Linked DNA regions of Mus musculus: all the other regions are linked to region 4. The links are chromatin contacts, called in public promoter capture Hi-C maps. All regions are on one chromosome and are shown on one strand. Each heading gives the region's core, a stretch centred on a gene start, on an enhancer-like site or on the middle of the called end of the contact. The rest is flanking DNA. Distances are from core to core; before and after follow the strand shown. Region 1 holds the start of Slc25a26 (solute carrier family 25 (mitochondrial carrier, phosphate carrier), member 26). Region 2 overlaps Magi1 (membrane associated guanylate kinase, WW and PDZ domain containing 1). Region 3 overlaps Magi1 (membrane associated guanylate kinase, WW and PDZ domain containing 1). Region 4 holds the start of A730049H05Rik (RIKEN cDNA A730049H05 gene). Region 5 overlaps Magi1 (membrane associated guanylate kinase, WW and PDZ domain containing 1).

Region 1 (2,700 bases), core at 103-2,602, 1.7 Mb before region 4:
AAATACAATGAAATGAGCCTGGGTGCGATGTGCTATGTGCTTGTGCTCGTGCACATATGTGTGTGTGTGTGTGTGTGTGTGTGTGTGTGTGTGTGTGTGCAGCCCAACCTTGAGTCAGAAGTCTTTCTCATTGTCTCTCCTCTTTCTTCACTGAAGCAAAGGATCTAGAGATCACTAAAGGTTAGTCTAGCTCACCAGCTTGCTCCAGGGATCCCTTGTCTCCACCTTCTGAGCACCGGAATTACACATGGGCCACCAGACCCACCCAACATTTCCCAGGGTTCTGGGAACTGAACTACAGATGCTATAACTACTGAGCCATCTCCCCAAACACAAATGAATCTCATATATTTAGGATGCCTGGCCCATAACCTGTTATCACCTCTTCCCATAATGTCCTGAACCTAGTCCACCTGTCACTTACCCGAGCAGTCACTTCTGTACTGTCTCCTACATCTAACTCTTATGGGCAGGTTTCTCTTGTTCAACACTCTATCTCCAACCCTTCCATCAGAGCAGTAGCTAGTTCTGTAAACAAATGCCCCTGGGCTTCTATTTGCCCTTAGCAGGAGCATTTTAAAAATGAAGGTATTTCTTGTCTGCTTCTGTTCACTCTTCCAGAATAAAATCAAAGTTAACCAGTCTCTCTTACATCTGCTAAATCTATTATCTCCTGCTAGACCTGCTGTTATAGGCCCCTCAAAAAGCACTGGTTCTCATAAATCGACAGAATTAGCCAATAAACCATCGACTCCACAACACCACTACTTATGCTCAGTATTTCTTCAAAGCCTAAACGTGGAGAAAAATGAGCAGATTACTAGGAACTAAATGTGTAGAAACTTCAAAAAGACAAGCTAGTATCTTGGATGGATGGGTCGTAAGTGTTTTCCTGAATAGTGTGTATTTGCATGTTTAATTCCCAAGTTCAGGTGAATATGGTGTACAAGGGAAGTCTTAATTTACTGAAGCCTTCAGTAAATAAGACAATGTGTCAAGCATACCTCATCTCTAAAAGCCCATCAGAAGCCACCAAGCCTTGAGAACAGACTTCCCAGACGTCTCTAGGCTTGGTCCTAGATCTAGCAGCCAGTGACCTGAGGACAGACCGACCACTGCTTAAACCCGGAAGAAAGCGGCAGTGCAGAGAAGCCGCCACAGCTCCCACGCAGCCTGCACCCAGCAGCCCACCCCTACCCGGTACTCACCACCAGCGAGGCCGTGAAGCCCGGCGCGTCCATGGTCTCCCAACGCCGCCAAGGTTAAAAATCACAAGCTGGGCAAAAGCAGGTGCTGACTTAAAGAGCTGGGCGCCGCCATGTTGGGGCGGGATATGGAGCAACTACTTCCGGGGCAGAACTCGTGACGTCACACCACAACAAAAGCACGTGCGTCGCTCGGTGCTGGTCGCTGAGCCTTTCCTGGAGGACCCTGGGGTTTGGAGCTTCTCCGGCTTCCTGTCCTTCAGCAGCCGGCTCCGGAGGCGCTAGGCAAGAGCCTCGCACAAGCCTGTGGCCCCGGATGGGATCTACGAAAGACCCCGGAGGAGAGACCAGAGCTGGCAGGACTGGGACCAGGCGGCACTGCCTGTACCTGAAGGCCAGCCCTGTGGTTTCCTACTCACAATCCAAGTCCGTTATTCCTTCGCTTTATCTGTGCAGGCTGGCTGGATTTCTGTTGATCCAATTCCAGAAAGAAAGAAAAAAAATGTTAAACAAAAATACGTTTTTATTACCAAAAAAAAAAAAAAAGTATTCTCCATTTGTACTGACGTTTATTTCTCTTTAAATTAATGTACTTAAAGTAGGAGAGTGATCACTAGAGACTACGAAGGGAAGAAGGATGGAGGTAGCTGCTATCAAAATACAATTAGTTAGGGCCAGTGAGATAGCTTAGTAGGTAAAGGCGCTTGCCTCCAATTCTGGAGGTGACAACTAACAAATTCCTATTAGATAGGGCGAGTGAGATGGTTCTGCAGGTAAAAGCTCTTGCCACCAACCCTGCAACCTGAGTTCACTCCCTGGGACCCATAGGGTGAAAGAGACAACCAGTTCCCACAAGCTGTCTCCCAATGTCTGTGGACATACCTAATATTTATTGTATATCATATATTTTGCATATTATATTTTATTACATATTAATATGTTGATAGTGAAATAAATAGAATTTAATACTTAAAAAAATACAGCTTAATAGTGAGTGTAACTCAATGGTAGAATATGTGTTTACCTAGCAGGGCCCTCGTGTAGATGGAGGAAGACAGGAAGAATAAGTACCATTGCTCTGCAGGACAGTAGGATTGCTAGTTTACAATTTACTTACGTGTGTGTGTGTGTGTGTGTGTGTGTGTGTATTTCAGTTGGTATTTGAGTTTCACTGTAGCCTATGATAGGCTAGAACTGGCAATGTAGTTATGTAGTTCTGGTGACCTCAAACTCATAACAATTGTCCTGCCTCTGCCTCCCAAATGTTGGAATTACAGATGTGAGCCATTACACTTGGATAATAATTTGGGTTTTCTTTCTAGGGTCTTGAACATGCAAGGGCAGTATAGATGTAGCCACAAAGGCTACATATATAGTTCCACCTACCTAGTCACTGTTATATATTTTTATAGAGAACTAAAAGAAAATAGAAAATTTCAAAGATGACCCACAAAGAAATGATATTTAAGGAATTATACATGCTAATGGCTGACTT
Region 2 (2,700 bases), core at 57-2,556, 1.2 Mb before region 4:
GGAGGTCTGGGAACTACTCCTTGAAGCATGTATTATATATATGCTTTTATATATATGAAGGAAGGTGAGAAAGAAAAATTCAAATGTTCCCAGACCTCTCACCACCCAATCTTTCTTATCTTTCTTACCCAGAAGCACTGTGGGGGTGTCAGGGGTCTCACACCCTTAGTCTGTTTAGTGACTTCCAGGCAGTGTTTTCCCAGAAGGACTATGGGGTGTCAGGGGTCTCACACTCTTAGTCTGTTTACTGACTTCCAGACAGTGTTTTGAGTGATTTAGCCCAGCTCTTCTTAGACAAGTGTCTTTAGTTGCAAGCTGACATCTGGCTGTTGGAATCTTCTGCAATGTCAGCACTGGGTACCCGCTAGGTGCAGCTGCTGCTGCTGCATTCCTGGCCCTGATGGGGGAGTCCACGGCAGTGACTATTTCCTGGGTGATGAGGTAGGTCAGCCTAGACCCATCTCAGAATAACACCTCCACCAGGGCTCAGAGCTGCTGTGCCTTATGTTGTTGGTGATGACAGTTGAGGTTGTTGATACAGGCCTTCTCTCTGCCTGGAGAAAGGCCCTCTTCCACTCTATGTTCTTCTCAAGTAGGTAGACCCAAACTCACACCAGCTGGCCTCCCCTAAGCTGCGCTATGGTTCTGAAGCATATTTTAGTCATTTTTCTTTATCGTTTTCTCTTCAGGTCTGCTCAGAGCTTTTACTCCCATGTGTGATCGTCTACAAGATTTAATTATTTATAGTGTTTTTCAGAAATCACTTTCCATGGTTTTTTTTTTTTCTTTTATGTTTCATGTGACTTGTGTGCAGAACACTGGTTCTCAACCTGTGGGTCACAATCTCTTTTTAGAGGAGTGTCAAAGGACCCTTGCACAGCAGTTGCATATCAAATATCCTACATGTCAGATATTAACATTACAATCCATAACAGTAGCAAAATTATAGTTATAAACTAACTACAAAATAGTTTTATGGTTGGGGCCACCGCAACATAAGTAACTGTGTTAAAGGGTTGGGTTGCAGCGTTAGGAAGATTGAGAACCTCTGGTGTAGAGGAATGACATCTGGGAAATTCTTTATTGCAGTAAAAGTTGTTAGACTTGAGGATGACCCCAAATCCATTCTGTTCTTTTAAGATGCTATTTGTAGTAACTGTGAATATACCTCTGAAAAAACCTCCCCCCACACCACCTTCTTTTATTGAGCCAGGGTGTCAATGGTATATCCCTGGCTGTCTTGGAACTCTCTCTGTAGACTAGGCTGGCCCGGAACTCAGACATCCTCCTGCTTCTGTCTCAGGAATGTACTACCACGCCTAGCTTCTTTTGTCTTTTGTCTCATTTTAGCCAAAGCTGATCCTGAACTTGGTATGTGGTAGGAATGACCTTGAACTTCCAATCCTCCTGTTTTTGGAGTAGGGGCAGAATGCAGTTTTGGGGAGTGACCCCAAGAGCTTCCCGGGTGCTCCAAAGGCAGTTAGTATCTGATTATCCATACCTGAGTTCACCTCCAATTTGGTTATCTTTTAATGTCTTTTGTACATTGCTAGCATATTAATACTTGGTGAACATATGTGTACAAATGAGAAGTTTGAACGAGGTGATAAGTTTGCTGAGAGTGACAGGTTGCCAATGGTAACCACACAAATCCCTGGCTCTCCTCTTAGTACAGAAAAACATCTTCAGCAGGTGGACTAATGGCTAGAAATTTGGGTGTGATTACCTCTTTAATGAACATATGGAAACTGTTGGGAGTTTTTTTTTTTTCCTTTTTTTAATGTTTTGGATGAAATTATTTCTGCAAGGTTCAGGTCAGTTTCCAAGCATACACAGTGCATCATATAAAGCAGCTTGTGGAGCTTGTATGTCAGAACAGGGTGATACAAAAGCTAAATGGAGGCAGGTCAGGCCTCTGGGAGCTTTGTTGTTTCTGATGCACAGTGATTGATAAGCTTGGGTTGTAAGTGAAGAACTTCTAAAACATTTAGATTTCTGGACAGATCTGCTGAGAACAACAAGGTGCTGAGGTCAGAAGTGCATATTTATTAAAGGAAGGTGTAGGTATAGTCAATTCTTGTTATCTGTGATAGCTATGTTATGCAAAGTTACCATGAACACCTAAGCCACTTCTAATGGAAATACGTAAGTAGGTTGTTGTGGATCTCTGGTAACAGTTTTTGTTTGCTACTTCATCACAATCTTAAGGTTTTTGTGTTTGTATTTAAAGGCGCTTTATTTAAACATACCTACAGTCTTAGTGTTCTGCCTTTGAGAAAAGACACTGTTACCATGGCATTTAATTGAGGCTAGCTTACAATTTGGAGATTTACTTCATTATCATCATAGTTGGAAGGATGGCAGCAGCACTTAGGCTGACTTAGAGCTGGAGAAGTAGCTGAGAGCACTACATTTGGATCCACAGGCAAAAGGAAGAAAGGAACATTGGGTCTGGCTCGGGCATCTCAAACCTCTAAGCCCACCCCCAATGACATACTTCCTTTAGCAAGACCACTCTCTGTAATGCTTTCAAATATAGTCACTTGCTGGTAACCCAGCATTCAAATATGTGGGTCTGAGGAAACCATTCTTATTCAAACCACCACACTCCATTACCATCCCTGAGGCTTGAAGCTGTATCATAATGCAAAAAATGTATTCAGTCCAACTTCAGAAGTCCAAATAGACTTTAATAGTCTC
Region 3 (2,700 bases), core at 46-2,545, 1.4 Mb before region 4:
GTGCTTGTGTGGCAGGCACTTCACTGACTGAGTCATCTCCAGCCCCATGCATTCTAGTTTGGTGACATTGTGTTGTATGGTTTGGGACTGTTAGAAAGAAGGGTATGGTGTTGGCATATACCTGTGTGTTTATTTCTCTGGGGTCTACCTGATTATATACTGTGCATTTCTCTAACTTCAGTAGATAGTTCCAAAGCATGCGAAGTATGCTTCATTGTGGTTCTACCTCATGGTCCACCAGCAGCATCTTCATTTTCACTGTTCAGCATCCTTATTGTAATTTGTTTTTTTAAAAACAGGTGGGTTTTTTGGGTAGGCCTACAGATTGGATTCAGGGCCTGGCACATAGTAGGCCAGCACTCTGTCTCTGGCCCTGGACATTATTTACTTTTATCCATTTAAAGAGAAGGGTGCTTATAAGCCTTTGAATTGATGTGTCACACTGAGAGAAGTGAGGAGGCTGCGGACAGAGCTCAGTGGTAGCTTGCTTCGCATGTCCACAGCCATGGCTTGAACCTAGTGTACTCGAGGAAGCATGCACACAGAGAGCAAGAGAGAGATGGACTGAGAGGCTGATTGAGGTTTGGAGTTTAAGGAGTTTGAATTTACCTAAGGCCTCCCACTGAACGATGCCCATGAGGTGATTATTTGAGGCTGTAATGTTAGTGTTAGGATCTCAGCCTTTGGAGTCTGGCACACTATGGTCCAAATGCCAAGGGCTAAGTTATATGATCTTGACACATTTTAACCTCTGTGAGCCTCAGTAGTCCTTTTAGCAAAATGGGAATCATTTAAAATTCCTCAAGAGTGGGTACAAGTGAGTGCTTCCTTTGTTGCTGGCCTTGTTCATTTTAACGGAGGGCTGATATGCTTGATCTAAGTGCAGAAGTGCCCGTTTCACTGCTTTGGAATACTCCAGTATTTGTTTGTTTCATTTTAATTTTCACGGAAACGGTTATTTCACGGAGAGTATCCAACACCAGAACCCTTGCATCCATTCTGGAGCTGCCATGTGAGCTTGTGTGTGTGTGTGTGTGTGTGTGTGTGTGTGTGTGTGTGTGTGTGTTGAAGGACATCTTGAGCCCCGGGGCGCTGTGGATGCGTCTGCATTTGACACAGGACAGCAGAGAAGGAAGTGGCGCCTGGCTGTATTTTGAGGAGTTTTATTTTTCCTTTGTCAGGTCTTTGCATCCTCCACTGAAAGCAAAACAAAGCCCCTGCCGCCTGCATAAATATTGTGACTGGCAGCTCCAGGCTTGCTGCTGTCCTTTTCCCCTTTCCTACAATTGCCTAGTGACTTAGGGAGGCACAGTAAAGCTCCATTGTCATGCTGGTGTTTGAAAGGTGACCTTGCAATGCCTGAACTAAAAAAATGGTGATCTCAAGAAAAATAAGAAAAACAGTTACTTTCTTTGGAGAGAAATTGAGGGGCATTTGATGGGGAAAGAGAGGGCCTTTCCTCCCTGACACCCAGGTTATTGTACTCTGCTTCTGGGTCTCAGAGAAGACAGACAGTGGAAAACTTGTGCAAGGTAGCAGGCACTTGGTACCTTCACCTGAGCATTTCCCTACTCATTTTTACTTGAGAAGCAGAACATGCCAGAAGTCTGGTTAGGAGAGCAGGAAGGAGTGCCCTCATGATATCTTCACGTAGAGTTTGACTTAGAGAATTCCATTTGTAATTAAGTTTTAGTTTCATTTTTTTTAATCAGTTAAAAAGATTGTTTAAGATAATTTCATTTTCTCCTTTTTTAAAATTCATATTCCCCCTTTCTATTTTTATGCCTGTGTCTTTCTGTGTCTCTCACATCTTTCTTTCAAAAATATAGGGGAAGAGAAGTGGAGGGAGAGGGAACACACCAGGGATGGATGGATGGATGGACGGACGAATGATAGATACACTGGTGTCTGAATTCATACAACAGGAAAGGATCCCTTTATATAACTTTTTACTGCTTGATTTTGAGCAAACTTCATCATACCTTTAAGTTTCAATTCTTTGTCTCTCAATGGAGACAATGATTATTTCATTTGTTGTGGAGGTTCTGACAGAAAATGACAACCACATGAATTTCAAGAATAGGCGCAACTGGCTGTGCCTAGCATGTGCTCTGTGTCAGTTTCTATTCTGAATCCGTGGGCGTCCTCAGTTCTTTCTGCCCTCAGCACTGCCCTGAGGGTTGCGAAGTCTACTCAGTGGTGAGGAAACCAAGACGGCTCCTGTTAAAGGGACTTGGCTATGATCACTCAGTTACTGTGTAATAGGGTTGGCATTTAAATGAGGAGTGCTTTAGTCTAGAGTCTGTGTCCTTACATATAACACACCTCCTGCACACCGTCCATCCTGTCACACAAACCCACTCCTTCTCCCTGGAGATAACCATCGTTCTTTCAGCATCACTTCCTATGTGATTGGAAGCAACCGGTCTGGTGTGTACCACCTACAGCATGTGCATCCTACTTTGTTTTGTGATGGACTGTTAGGATCTGTAGCTCTGCCCCGTGGCCCGAGATCAGTCAAGATCACTCTAAAAGAAAGCTAGGCCACACTGAGCTTGGGCCTGTGTGTCGCACCCCCCACCCACAAAACCCCCACTCCCAACTAGCTTCTGAGGAAAACTGTGGCAAACAAAGGCCTTCGGAGGTTTTCTGAAACATGAATGCAAACTCAAATTTCATTTTGCTCCCAAAATGTTATTA
Region 4 (2,700 bases), core at 199-2,698:
TCATTCAATTCAATTAATCCAATTAAACCCAAACAATGGCAACGATGTTGGGATGAAGCATTGTCTTCCGCGCCCTTTGATGTGAGCTGTGAGGCTCTTCTCCAGCATAGATTTCTCTGAAACAATAGCATTTCTCAAGCTGCCTTCTACGAAAGAGCCTAAGCTGCAGCAGCATCCACTTGGGTATACATATGTCTTAACAAACTTTCCGTCTTTCACGGAGCACCTTGAATTTCCCTACAAGCAAATTAGACAAGCGTGCAGTTGTAGAGTCTGGTTTTGTTTTAGAAGAAGACCTCCTTTTGGGTACATGGCATGAATGTCAGATAACTTTGTTTCTCAACACCAGGCAAATTAATAGTGACTGATTTATGTCCACCCCCCAAATTGCTAATAACCTTTAATAACCAAGTGCAGTGTTATGCAGTTCTCTCTAATCAAAGGTTGCCTTTGGTTTCTGACTGCCAAAATCTTAATAAAGACAATAATTCTTGGCTTGCCCATAAGTGAGATTATGCAACCAACAATGAGGAAACCATTAAAAAATTAATTTAGGGGAAAGTTAATTGGTGTTTTGCAACTTGGTCAACAAAATGTTTCCTCGTGATTAATGGGATTTTTTCAAGAGCTGAAAACATTAAGCCTGAGGAAATTATTTTTCCTTATTAGCTTTTATTCTTCATCTATTCATTTGAGATTATGAGGAGGCACAGATAGTTAAGTGAATTCCATGATTTAAACAAACAAACAAACAACAAGCGAGGCAATGTTCTGTCTCCAGGAATAGAAACTAGAAAAATAAGAGGGCAGGAGAAAGTCCTTCTGCTTATATGGCCTTAATTGTCAATGGTTGGCTCTCTATGGGTTACGCTATAGAACCGCATCTCCCAATTTTCCCAAGCCATCCATCTTCCAGGATGGAAGTCATGCACAGTGTTTCGTTTGTCTGTTTCAATGTGGCACCATTACTTCTGGATGGTGGTGTTTCCCCACAATCTCTCCTCCCTCTGACATCCCCTGAGAGTTTTGGTTCCTCCCCACTTGTGGCTCCTGCACCCTGCCCAGCACTGGCAGTTACCAGTGCTTTTAGAACTTGCCTTAGTGTCCCCCTCCTTGGAAATGAGAAAGCATTTTGACTGCTGTGAAAAATCATTGGATTAAGAAAGCATTGCCCTCCTCTGTGACCCACCCCTTCCCGCCCTCCAGAAGGGAGCCGAAGTGCCTACTTACATCCTGTGTCTTCTCAGTGCTCTGTGTCCTGTGGCCAAGGCGTGCAGCAGAGGCATGTGGGCTGTCAGATCGGGACACACAAAGCAGCCAGAGAGAGTGAGTGCAGCTCCTACAGCAGACCAGAGTCGGAGCGTGTCTGCCAAGCCTCACCATGTCCTCTCTACACTTGGAGGGCAGAGCAGTGGCAACAAGTAAGTAAAGCCATGAAGTAAGTGCACACCAGCCTGCGTGTCGCTCCACCCCCTTGTTAGCATCAGCTCCACACCCTATGGAGCCTGCAAAGCCATTGAATGGAGTGGCATTGCTGGCTCCTTCCCAAAGGAGCTGTTTGCTGTCAGGCTCTAGGCAATTCCTGTTTGCGTTTCTCCCTGTGGTCTTGAGTATCCCAGAGCTGGGGTCACTGAAATGGAAAGGAAAAAAAACAGCTTTAACATGCCTCAGGCCAAGAGTATAAGCATACAGACAACTTTCACTTCACAGGAGGGGAGATGATGGGCAGAACATTTAATATATGTTTGGATTTGGTTAGCCTGTGTTCATTTGAATAGCCGTAACATGCAAGTATTTGAGGTAAAGCTTACTCTGTATTTTTCCTTTTCGTGTGCCATTGACGATCAGGGAGAGAAAACGGGCTCTCGTGTGAAATACTCATTAATTAGGGTAGAATTTCCAGTGTTTTCAACCCATGGTAGAATCCACATGAAGTGTTGAGTTAATATAGAAATATGCTGGACTTATTTTTCTTCTACTCCCCAAGTTAATGCTTGACTTTAGCAGACATTTAAGTGTCTGTGCTGGAAAGTCCATTGCTGGGGGAAGGGGGAGAGGAGGGTAGAGGTGGTATAAGACATTAGGGGGAGGTAACCCCAATTTCCAGAACAGAATGCTAGGTTATAGAAAGAGTAGGACAGAATTAGAAAGTCAAATCAGATCTGCTGACCCCGGAATGACATAAAAGACGCACACTGCTGGAGAGGCAAGATGGAGGAGCCGCCTGCACTGAGCGTGGCTCACAACCCAAGGTAGCGTGGTTTGAGGATGTTTGTTCTGCACTTGGCTGTGCTGGGAGCTTTCTGTCTGTCCGTCCTCTCACTTTGTCTTTTGGATGACACCTAGATGAGGTGAGTTTAGTTTTTAGTTTTAGGTGGTAAAACTAAGATTCAGACAGACTTTGCCAGTTGTCCAAGGGCCCCACATCTAGCAGCTAGAGGAAGCCACCCATGACCCTGTTTGATATCTCTCATCTTTATGATTTCCTACTGTATTCTGCACCTCTGGGATTGGCTTCCCAGCCCTGCTCTCCCCAGTCCCTTCCGGTAATGGATCCATTCCTTACTACAGTGGTTCATCTCTTTAGGAACGCTTCCTTCTTCATCTGCTTGGTCATGTTGCTTGTTTTCCTTCTAGACTTCTCTTGCTTCTGTCAGATAGTATCTGGGACAATACCTAACACAGTTAAGTTTAAGATTA
Region 5 (2,700 bases), core at 152-2,651, 1.0 Mb before region 4:
TCGTCCTTCCCTCTCACAGCACACTGGTCGTTGTGTGCCATCAGCATGGCTACGTTTGCTGTTGCCCTGAGCAAGAAGCGAGAGGGTCAGTTCATCGGGAAAGGTGTGGTCGTACAGTGTGGATGAAACTCGGGGTAGATGAACGGAAGCCCTGAGAGGCAGAGCTGAAGGGCCTTGAGCTCTCCACTGCTCTCAGGAAGCTTCTGGAAATGCACTATGATGTCTGTTTGTTGGGGGAAAAAAGTGATAATTTTTATTTTTAGATCAATATCTACTATATCAAAACTCCTTGGTCAAAACACAGCTAGGGATGTAGCTCAGTTGGTAGAGTGCTTGTATAACATTCCCAAAGCCCTGGTGGGTTCAGCTTCTAGCTCTGGATATACCATGATTGATGGTACATCTCTAAGCCCAGGGGATACGGAAACAGGATGATCGGAAATTCAAGGTCAGCCTTTGTTACACTTTGAGTTTAAGGCCAACCTAGGCTACATGAGACCCTGCCCCCCAAACAAAAACAAAAGATCCTTTTTATTATAATACAGGTCCTTTTCAAAACAAATAAAAAATATATAGCTCTTTATATATTTTAGATTTATATCTAGTCTCCTATTTTTTAGCTATGGGATTCTCTTTCTTCTTGGTACTGTGCATATAGCAGTAAGCTTCACCAAGCTCCCCATTATGAAGCAGGGATATAGAAGTGGATCTGGGGAGGAATACCTCTAATCCCAGGAGGTAAAGGTGTGAGTCGGGAAATTAAGGCAGGTCTCATCTGCAGCACTGAGTTCGAAGCCAGCTTGTTCTGCATTAGATCCTGTTTCCTCTCAATTAGAAAAAAAAAAGGTAATATATAAACCCAAAAGAAATGTAAAATGCCAGTGGTGATGCATACTTCAGTGGAGCGTAATAAAGCAGCATGAGCTGATGGAATAAAGGGCACATTGCTATTTTAGATAAAGTGGTCCAGTAGCAAATACAAATTAAGAAGTCTTCTGTTGGTGGTGATGATTGCCTTAGCTACCGAGTGTCTGAGTCGGCCTGGCGTGTGGCTTCGGACTTCCCTCTGAGCCTATCTGATTGCCAAGCCCTTTCAGCCTGTGATTTGATCTGAATGTTGCCTTAGATTCGTGAGGAAGCAGAAACACATTTCCTTCATAACAGAATGTGCAGGGAGGCAGAGCTGCTGCCCTTATAGCGGGGGCTGATCCTGCTCTGTTTAGAACGCCTTGCCAGTGACCAAGAAGTCCTCTGTGTTTCTAATCCTAGAAGGAAAACATACTTGACAAAGTACTGATGAAACAGTGAGAGGGACATTTGGTGCATATGCTGTAGTTCTGTGAAGAGCCACCTGTCATGTCTTCAGAAAGTGCTCCATGCAGGGCAACCGATTCACATGCTAACTAGCTGCACACACCCCATCTGAAGCTGGGAAGGCCAATTCCTTTGTGTTTCCAGCAGCAGGCAAAGCAGTGCCCTGCTTTTCATCCCAAGTTGTGCTGCAGAGTTACTTAACATATGTTTCCTTACACTCCTGTTATTGAGCACATATGCTTTGGCCCACAATCACAAACTCAGAGACAGGTTAAAAGGACAGGGCCTCCCCAGGGGGTGGTATTCTTGTTCCCTAGAGAATGGTATTTTCTTTCAAATGGCCCCCTGGGAGCAGTGGAGAAAGTTCTGTTTGGTGGTAGTTTATGTGTGTGCATGTGTGCCTTGTTTCCCTGAGGGGGGAGGAGATAGTGAGGATGCAAGGGCAAAGGGAGAGAACATGGCTGTTTGGGGTTCATCTATATTGGACATAAATTGACGTTGGGCTATATTAGCTGAGATTATAGTCTCTAACAGATCTTGCTGATTGATGAGAACCACGTTGATGCAGTAATTATTTTTTTAGTCCAATTACACACTTCTTTTAGACACCGTTATATTTTATCTGCCATATCTGGGAGTGTCGCATTATGCATCTCCTTTCACGTGATTGATTTTTGAATGTATGTTTCAGAAAGTACTTGGCACACAAGAGAAATGTCTCAGGATTTGAGAGAGGGACAGATCAGAAAAAGGATGCTGCGTGCCCTTCAGCCTGACTAAAGGATAGCCCTTGGGTTTGTACCACATAAAGGATCATTCCTGACTGTGGTGTTTGTTGTCTGTTGAAGCTGTTACTCCCCTGGTTCCCAGCAGTGTCTCCTGGTTTTGACCCGTGTGTTAACTGAGAATGTAAATGGTCCTACTGTTTCTATGACAGTGAGTGACTGCTTCCTTTCATGTCACACTCCAGTGATTCTGCAGTGGAAGGAGAGGGTTTGGAAAGTTATTTTGGAAACATTTGAATCTGATGCCAATCACCTGAATTTGACTTTTCTTACAAAGCTTAGCCAGCCAGCCTTTGGAGACTCTCATTTAGAACCCACCCATCTTCACTGTTTCCATCCTATGTCTTCTTCTGAATGTTGAGCATTCAGCCATGGGGTGATGCAGGTGATGTAGTACAGTTTATAGAGAATGATGAGCATAGAACAGTAGACTGATGCTTATAGCAGATGCTACGGGAAGATGTAGAACATGATGACATGGTAGGGAAACACCAGAGGCTGGGTCTTCCTAAGAGGGTTGAGCATAGCTTTCAGGGGGAAACAATGTCTTTGTAGTATCACAGTAGGAGTGGACAGAAGAGGGCGGGAGCAAAGGCATGTT

Evidence for each region. Promoter capture Hi-C pulls out the DNA fragments that hold promoters and counts their contacts.
Region 1: a promoter capture Hi-C map of liver shows a contact between it and region 4, with 3 times the contacts expected there. The contact joins the promoter of Slc25a26 here to the promoter of A730049H05Rik in region 4. A contact is called at or near these places in 7 of 39 promoter capture datasets (the 3T3-L1 cell line, 3T3-L1-derived adipocytes, hippocampal neurons and 2 more) and 1 of 9 other capture datasets (embryonic stem cells).
Region 2: a contact with region 4 is called in a promoter capture Hi-C map of embryonic stem cells, with 5 times the contacts expected there. The contact joins the enhancer-like site here to the promoter of A730049H05Rik in region 4. A contact is called at or near these places in 6 of 39 promoter capture datasets (the C10 cell line, HPC-7-derived erythroid cells, embryonic stem cells and 2 more), 2 of 115 datasets of contacts at active chromatin or transcription factors (both in embryonic stem cells) and 3 of 9 other capture datasets (adipose tissue, embryonic stem cells and liver).
Region 3: a promoter capture Hi-C map of embryonic stem cells shows a contact between it and region 4, with 4 times the contacts expected there. The contact joins the enhancer-like site here to the promoter of A730049H05Rik in region 4. A contact is called at or near these places in 6 of 39 promoter capture datasets (the 3T3-L1 cell line, 3T3-L1-derived adipocytes, embryonic stem cells and 2 more) and 1 of 9 other capture datasets (liver).
Region 5: a promoter capture Hi-C map of stem cell-derived epiblast-like cells shows a contact between it and region 4, with 2.4 times the contacts expected there. The contact joins the enhancer-like site here to the promoter of A730049H05Rik in region 4. A contact is called at or near these places in 13 of 39 promoter capture datasets (the 3T3-L1 cell line, the C10 cell line, HPC-7-derived erythroid cells and 8 more).

The regions. Positions count from the first base shown.
Region 1 is chr6:94,498,966-94,501,665 of GRCm38.p6, reverse strand. It overlaps Slc25a26 (solute carrier family 25 (mitochondrial carrier, phosphate carrier), member 26), which reads right to left and starts at 1,352. Exons shown (of 10, transcript NM_026255.5): 1 at 1,209-1,352. The coding sequence starts at 1,241.
Region 2 is chr6:93,978,092-93,980,791 of GRCm38.p6, reverse strand. The region is part of intron 1 of Magi1 (membrane associated guanylate kinase, WW and PDZ domain containing 1); the gene reads left to right. Among named protein-coding and RNA genes, the nearest start is that of Gm22840, 89 kb to the right of the region's middle. Within about 2 kb of position 1,306, at least 7 of the 459 cell types and tissues checked have an H3K27ac peak or open chromatin away from gene starts, as enhancers often do. A contact at or near this core is called in embryonic stem cells, where this site is marked.
Region 3 is chr6:94,204,621-94,207,320 of GRCm38.p6, reverse strand. The region is part of intron 1 of Magi1 (membrane associated guanylate kinase, WW and PDZ domain containing 1); the gene reads left to right. The region is part of intron 1 of 4930511A08Rik (RIKEN cDNA 4930511A08 gene); the gene reads left to right. Gm52867 (a long non-coding RNA gene) reads left to right here. Exons shown (of 2, transcript XR_003956333.1): 1 at 1-2,700. Among named protein-coding and RNA genes, the nearest start is that of Gm52867, 22 kb to the left of the region's middle. Within about 2 kb of position 1,295, at least 10 of the 459 cell types and tissues checked have an H3K27ac peak or open chromatin away from gene starts, as enhancers often do. A contact at or near this core is called in embryonic stem cells, where this site is marked.
Region 4 is chr6:92,815,191-92,817,890 of GRCm38.p6, reverse strand. It overlaps A730049H05Rik (RIKEN cDNA A730049H05 gene), which reads right to left and starts at 1,448. Exons shown (of 5, transcript NR_169152.1): 1 at 1,231-1,448. Adamts9 (a disintegrin-like and metallopeptidase (reprolysin type) with thrombospondin type 1 motif, 9) reads left to right here. Exons shown (of 40, transcript NM_175314.4): 30 at 1,248-1,421.
Region 5 is chr6:93,848,167-93,850,866 of GRCm38.p6, reverse strand. All of the region lies in intron 2 of Magi1 (membrane associated guanylate kinase, WW and PDZ domain containing 1), which reads left to right. Among named protein-coding and RNA genes, the nearest start is that of Gm22840, 41 kb to the left of the region's middle. Within about 2 kb of position 1,401, at least 54 of the 459 cell types and tissues checked have an H3K27ac peak or open chromatin away from gene starts, as enhancers often do. A contact at or near this core is called in embryonic stem cells and stem cell-derived epiblast-like cells, where this site is marked.